Regions from separate parts of the Mus musculus genome. Here region 1 is linked to region 2. Evidence: chromatin contacts called from public promoter capture Hi-C data. All regions are on one chromosome and are shown on one strand. The core of a region is the stretch at or near the end of the contact, and the rest is flanking DNA. Distances in the headings are between cores, read along the strand shown. Region 1 overlaps Kif6 (kinesin family member 6). Region 2 has its middle 44 kb from the start of Gm30532.

What was found. Promoter capture Hi-C pulls out the DNA fragments that hold promoters and counts their contacts.
Region 1: a promoter capture Hi-C map of hippocampal neurons shows a contact between it and region 2, with 2.4 times the contacts expected there. The contact joins two enhancer-like sites. A contact is called at or near these places in 1 of 39 promoter capture datasets (hippocampal neurons), 1 of 15 datasets of contacts at CTCF or cohesin (large pre-B cells), 1 of 115 datasets of contacts at active chromatin or transcription factors (embryonic basal ganglia) and 1 of 9 other capture datasets (embryonic stem cells).

What each region holds. Positions count from the first base shown.
Region 1 is chr17:49,889,110-49,893,040 of GRCm38.p6, forward strand. Kif6 (kinesin family member 6) reads left to right here. Exons shown (of 23, transcript NM_177052.3): 17 at 895-979; 18 at 2,581-2,716. Among named protein-coding and RNA genes, the nearest start is that of Gm16555, 69 kb to the left of the region's middle. Within about 2 kb of position 1,987, at least 8 of the 459 cell types and tissues checked have an H3K27ac peak or open chromatin away from gene starts, as enhancers often do. A contact at or near this core is called in hippocampal neurons, where this site is marked.
Region 2 is chr17:49,218,505-49,221,926 of GRCm38.p6, forward strand. No RefSeq gene overlaps it. Among named protein-coding and RNA genes, the nearest start is that of Gm30532, 44 kb to the right of the region's middle. Within about 2 kb of position 1,562, at least 9 of the 459 cell types and tissues checked have an H3K27ac peak or open chromatin away from gene starts, as enhancers often do. A contact at or near this core is called in hippocampal neurons, where this site is marked.

The sequences.
Region 1 (3,931 bases), core at 737-3,236, 670 kb after region 2:
CACCACCACCTCTAATGCATGCCGTGACACATAGGCACTTCCCCCACACATGATAAGGAATGAAAACCAAAAAATGTTCTACTAGGAGTTTTGAATTCAGGACCCTGGCTATCAAACAAGTGGGGATTTGCACTCAGGATCTGGAAGTTAGCCACAGGGCTTGGCAAATTAACCTCCTTAAGCCTCATCAGGAATGCAGGAGTGATGCCTTCCTCAAACAGTTGTCATCAGAGTGAAGTCTGTTTTTGTTCAGAAAGCACATGGGCTGGGGGCAGGGGTAGGGCGGGTGGCAGGGATGGGGAAGGTGGCTGGGAGGCCTTCATTCTGGAGGGAGGGTGCACGAGCAATGGTATGTACTGGGGGCTGGGGTGGTGGGGGAGGGGTGAGGAGCAGGAGGGGATATGGGGCATTGGCTCATGGGGGCATGAACTGGAGGCAGAGGTGAGAGTGGAGAGCAGCAGCTCAGGTAGGGGGGAGGCCTTCACTCTGCTGGGTCTGTAAGATCCTCTGCTGTGACTAAGAAGCATTGAACAATTGCAGACGCCCTGGAAGGGTGGAGAATTAGCAGACGAGCTAGAAGGGAGCTCCCCCTGCCCCCCACCCCCACCCAGCCTACAGCCAGGCACCCTCACAGAGGGCACAGCATCCAGGCCAGGTCACAGGCGCCAGTCAGTCGCACTGAAGTGCCATTAGGTCTGCCTCCAGTGACAGACACCAGGGCTGGAGGGAGGGCGGCTCTGAAGCCAAGCCAAGGCTGCCACCCAGAGGTCCCCAAAAGAACTCCCCGGACCCCTTTTGTCTTTGGATGCCCTTGACCTCTGCTATTGGCCCCTCCCCATTTTTTCCTTCTACCTTTCTTTGTTGCCGTAACCTCCTGGCATCTTACCCCTCCAGGAATCTCAGAGAACACTGTCCCAGCCTCCACGCCTGACCCCCAGGAGGAGAAACTGCGAGCACAGCTGGAGGAGGAGAAGGGCAGGTGAGCCAGCAGCTGCTTGCTTGCTTGGTTGTTACCGCCTGCGTCTGACCACAGCCTCCTTGGGCCTCCAGGACTGCAGCTTCTCCTTAGGAAAGGTGTCCAGCCTGGAGCCTTAAACCGCAGGAGAGGGCAGGAGTAGCCTTAAGCAAGGCCTACTCCTGGAAGGGGGGTACTGAATGAGGAAGAGTCCTGTCCTGCCAGCGAGTGCCCTCTACAGCAGTGCCTCTCAACCTGGCAGTGCGACGCCCACAAGGGCCACCTGTCAGATATCCTGCATATCCGATATCCTGCATATCAGATATTTACCTTTTATAGTGGATATTTATGATTCATAAGAGTAGCAATGAAACATGTTCTCCCGCGCAGCATCTAGCTGCCAGCCACAGCAAGTCTCTGAACAGAAAGCAAATTTTTATCCACCAGAAAGGTTGGAGCTGGTGGGGTGGCTCAGTGGGTGAAGGGTTTGATACACTGGCCTCGGTTATGAAGTAGCTAATTGTATGCTTGGGGGTCACCACAACCTGAGGAACTGTACTACAGGGTCCCAGCCTTAGAAAGATTAAGAACCAGTGCTCTGAAGGAACCAGGAAGCCCATGGTGGGCTTCACTCCACGGCTTTATCAAAGCTTAACCTGGCTCTCGCAAACCTCAGATCTTCACCCAGCTATCAAGAGGTCCGAAGTGATTTTACTTACAGGGTGAGGAGACACAGGCTTGGGTCAGGCAGCAGAGCTCATTCATTCATTTATCCTCTATGTCAAGGCTGGAGGTCCTAAACAAGTCAGTTTCCTGCCTCACGTTACTGGTGACATCACTGCAAACCCCCCCCCCAACACACACACAGGCACACAGGCACACAGGCACACATGCACACACACACGCACACACACGCACACATGCACACGCACATGCACACGCACTCACCACACAGCGCCCCACTCCCTCACGGCTTCACGGCAAAGGCATGAGTGTTGCCCACACCCCTGTGCCATCTGCCAGCGCCATTGTTGTTTTCCCCCGGCTGTCCATCTGCCCCTCGCAGCATCAGCTCCTTCCCTCGTGGCTGTGAAAAGCAACTGCAAATACAGCTTGAGAAAAACGTTTCTTTCTTCCCGTGGTCTAAGGGTACCCTCCATCAGGGCGTAGAAGGCCTGGGCAGGAACACGAGGTCACACACTCTGCAGTCAGAGAGCAAAAGATGGATGCTCGGCCTGTCTAATCTTTTACTCTGCCCAGAGTTCGAGTCCCTGGGCTGGTGCTGCCCACTTCAGGGTACATCAGCCATGCTCCATTAAAGGTCTCTGGAAACAGCCTCCCAAGCCCTTACAGAGGTACGTCTCCTAGGTGACTCGGGATCTAGCCGTGCTGACACTGAAGACCAAGCGTCACGCTTCTCCTTAGTCCACGTTCAGTGAAAAGGACTTCTTATTCTTGGAGAAGGTCCCCTGTGCCTAGTGAGCCAAAAAGTGGTCCACTCTGATCTCTCACCAGGGCATCTCTGCCAGGCCTCTGGGGCACAGACCCTCCCCCCTTGCAGCCTCCCCCACCCACGCTGTACAGGCATCATCTCACTGCAGCTCCTCTAATGCATGCCACTGCAGGTACAAAACGGCCTTTATGCACCTGAAGGCCCTGAAGGTGGAGATAGAGCACCTGCAGCTGCTCATGGACAAAGCCAAGGTCAAGCTGCAGAAAGAGTTCGAGGCCTGGTGGGCAGAGGAGGCCACCAGCCTGCAGGTATGCTGCGGGGCACATCGGGACAGTGTCCCGTACAAGCTCGGGTCCCTTGCGAGACAGTGGGGTGGGATGAGGCTTTCAAACCTCAAGTCTGTGGGCACTGGTCATGGCTCACAGAGCAAGTGCTCCCCTGAGTGATAGGAACACAAGAAGATCAGTGTCTCTGCTCCAGGGCCTCAGATAGCCTGAGCAATGAGAGATGACTCAAAAAGTAAATGATTGTGTCTCTGTTGCTTCATCTAAGATAATTTGGAGACTTCATTTGACATTCCCCCCTCTCTCCCCCTCCCTTCTCCTTCCCTCCCTCCTGCTTCCCTTCCTACCTTCATTTCTTATTTTCTTTCCTTCTTTCTTTGAGGCAGGGTCTCTCCATGTAGACCGGGCTGGCCTTGAACTCAGAGATGCGCCTGCCTCTGCCTTTTGAGTCCTTGGATTAATGGCAGGTGCCACCAGACCTGGTTGTTCTTTCTTTCATTGCACACACACAAACACACACACACACACACACACACACACACACACACACACACACACACACACACACTAGTTCTAGAAATGCTAGAAAACATGAAGAAGAAAGTAGAAATTACGTTTATCCTGCCACTTTAAGAGAACCAAGTCTCCGTATGATATCTCTGCGTGCTTTTTCTGCATATGTACCACTATGGGGTTTTTATCATTTTGATGAAGTGTGTATGTGTGTTGTGAAGGAAGAGGTGTTGGTTGGTTTGTGGCTTGTAGTACCAGGACTCAAGCCCAGAATCTCAAGCATACTGGGCAAGCATCCTACCGTAGAGCAACATCTTGTTGGTCTTAAGTACTGTGGTTGGCCTTGTGTTTTTTTTTTTTTTAACTTTTTAGAATAACTGCTTTTTTTCATATCACAATTCTGTAACGCCATTTCCAACTGTCACTGTTGCATCCTGTAAATATACTCAAGACAATTCAGTCGATCTGCTCTTGAATATTTAGATAGTTTCTGGTTCTTCACAGTAGACATATCTGTAGACGGTTTTTGCATATTTCCCAGACAAATCTCTAGAAAGTCTCTCTGATGTTGTGAAGGCTAAAATAACCTGCTAAGAAACAGCAGTAAAAAGCCCAGCTTTCTGTTTGCCCCCCTTGGGTATGGTAGGATGGAATTGAGGAGGTCACGGGTCACCCTTGGAGAGACCTCCCCCAGTCTCTCTCTTCACTTTAAAGACAATGAAACTT
Region 2 (3,422 bases), core at 312-2,811:
GAAAGCTCTTGGATCAGAAGCACAAGCAGGCAGCGTGCACTGGTTTCTTTGCTTGTGTTGGTTTGTATAAGAAATGTCCGCTCATAAGATGAAGCATTTGAAAACCTGGTCTCCAGGTGGTGAAACTGTTTGGGGAGGTTTAGGTCCTACAACCTTGTGGTGGTTGAAATACGCTTGGCCCATGGGAAGTGGCATTATCAGGAGGTGTGGCCTTGTTGGAGGAAGTGTGTCACTGTGTAGGCAGGCTTTGAAGTCTCCTCCTATGCTCAGGCTGCACCAGGTGCAGATGAGACCCTCCTCCTGGGTGCCTGTGTATCAAGACGTAAAACCTCCAGTGCCATGTCTGCCTGCACAATGCCATGCTCCCACCACCATTCTGATAATGGACTGAACCTCTGAAAGTATAAGCCAGCCCCAATCAAGTGCTTGCCGTAGAAGAGTTTGTCTTGGTCATGCTGTGTCTTCACAGCAATGAAACCCAAACTAAGAGAAGCCTTCAGGGAGATCAGGAACCTTGCTTACTTCCAGTTTGCTCTCTTTGCTTCTCGCTTGTGGTTCAGGGTGTGAGCGCCCAGCTTCTTGTTTGAGGTTCCATTGCTGCTGCCTCTTGCTGCCATGTTTCCCTACCTGGATGGACTTCTTCCATGTTCTACTTCTGGGGTCATAAGCCAAAATGAACTCTTCAATAAACTGCCTTGATCACCATGCTTCATGGCAGCAACAGGAAAGTAGCAAGCTCCTGTTCTTGCCTATGCATCTAATGTGAATAGCTGCCTGAATCCCACCTTGACTCCCAGAAAAGTCATTGACCGTACCCTGGAATTGTGAGCCATGAAAACCCTTTCCTCCCCATGTTGCTTTTGGGTTAGTAAGATAGATAGATAGATAGATAGATAGATAGATAGATAGATAGATAGATAGATAGATAGATAGATAGGTAGGTAGGTAGGTAGGTAGGTAGATAGATAGATAGATAGATAGATAGATAGATAGATAGATAGAGAGATAGAGAGATAGAGAGATAGAGATAGATATATATTTACAGCAGCAGCTTTGAAACTAACTAGTACAGTGGTGCATTCCCACTATCAGACTTCTCCCCTGCCTACCAAACAGATGCCTGCTGAAGTAAGAGGCCTCATGACTCATAGTGTGTATTATTGAATTAAGGAGAGTAGGCTATCCTTGACTTGCCTCTGGGTCCCCAAAAAAGGCATTTGGCTCTCTCTGTCATAAGCAAGTAGCTCCCACACGCATGTGTCCACTCCTCCATAGCAACCCCATAGTGCGCCCTTAAGAAGCCACGTCTATGGAAAAACCTCCCACACCAGGAATGGGGCCTGGTCAGGAGGGTCTGTTCCTTTTATGAATTCATCCTCTCCAGCAGACATCTCATTTTCTCACAGGCAGCCCGTGCAGCCTGGCTCCTTGCCCTCCCAATTCACCTTCTGCTTTCCTCCCTGCCAGGCAGAAATAACAAGGAGATCAGAGCAGCTGTCAGGCCTACCAGTCTTTGGGAAAATGAGCCACCACCTGCTGTTGCCCCATTGAACATCAGTGTGTGGGCTGGGGACCACCCATCACCTCAACAGTGCCAGGAAGGGGAGGTTCCTGCTCCTGTGCCCATGTCCTTCTAAACAGCTTCAGGAGGTCCCCACCTCCTTTTCTTATAGCTTGTCTGAAACTCCACCATCAGTGTGGCATCCTTCCTGTATCTCAGCCTGCCACACATAATTCATCCATTCAGTATTTATTTTCTGAGGACATTCTGGCACTGAGGATTCTGGTAGCTTTACATGATTCTTCTGCTCCAAACCCCCTCCCCCAAGCCCACATATTTCTAAAGCTTTGGCAGGTGGAGCATGAATCAAGAGCCTCCAACAAAGCATCTAATGATGATAAGGACTTGTATGTAAAAAAGAGAGGTCTCTGGGTGGCCAAGGAGAGAGCAAGACAACAGTGAGAAGTAGCTGTCTAATGTCACCTTAGACACATGGCAACTAATCAGTTCTTGCCCTAGGGACTTCACAGTGGGCACAGCACAAGTAACACATAGCCTGACCCCCAAGTCCCAGGGTTCTCCAGGGGCTTCATCAGCAGTCTTTCCTTGGATGTGGCATATTGGAGGTTAGAGCCCCGCTTAGCTTAGCACCATCCTGTCATGTTTTCTTGACTTCTTTTGACCCTCGAAGAGCCCCTTGTATCCAAGAGTCCAGGTAGCTCATCTTGAAAGAAATGATTCTCTGGAACTTGGTGTCTTTATATCTGTCATACTGGTCACAGCCCAGGAAATAGTAACTATAAGCACACTCTGTGCAGACAGTGGGCAGCTTTAGCTGTAGATCTGAGTTCCAAAAGGATGTAGTTAGCATTTGGAGCTAAGGATGTAGCTCCTTTGTCAGAGTGGTAAGAAAAGTCAAGGTCGTTCTTGGCTACAGAGCCAGTTTGAAGTTAGCTTGTTCTACATGAAACCTTGTGGATCTGCATATATGTTATACTCATGTGTTGCAGACATGATTAAGGCACTGTGTATGTACAAACACAAGGCACAGAAACGCCTGCACCCGTGGATTCCACTGTAGTATTGGAAGAGGGAACATGATCAAGGATGTGGTATGCCTGTGAGTGTTGAGGGCTTGAAGGAAAAGCAGAAGGATTCGGGGCTAAGAAGTAGTGGGAAGTTCGTGGCTGCAGTTTAGCATAAACTGGTAGAGACGACATTTTCATAAATGTCCAAATGAGGGTGTGTGTTGAGGGAAATATTTAAAAAATGAACCCACCAACTCTCGGCAGGGTCATACCACACTCCTGTGCTCCCGCCACCACCACCACCACCTCTCCTGGGCTAGCTCCCGTTCACTTGTCCCTGGTGCTGCTAGGACTTCCTCAAGCCATAAACCCACATTCCAGTAACTAAATGGAACCGCCAACCTCGCGGTTACATATCACAATAGCCACTAATCCAGTAAAATCAAGACCCTTAAAGCTTAATTAACCAATCAGATTTATGTATGTATCAATAAAATCACAATTTACAAGATGCCAATACAGTAATTTCAGAATCAATTGATAACGATAAAAGCTTTATCCCAATATTTCTAACCCTGTGAAATCATAGCTACTTGTGGCTGGTAAACACCACGCGGGTTCCCGTCTGCAGCCATCTCCTCTCCTCTGAGACATTTTCTGTCTCTCTGCAACTCCTAGCTCCGCCTCCCTTTTCCCTGTCCAATCACAGACCTCTTCTGCACTAATGTAATTGGACAGGGAAAATTCTGCAACAGATGTGAGGAAAGAGAACCCTCATCCATTGACGGCATGAGTGCAAACAAGTATGGCCCTTATGGAAATCAGTACTGAGACTTCTCAAAAAGAAAACACTACCATATGACCCAGCTACACCAATCCTGAGCATACGCCCA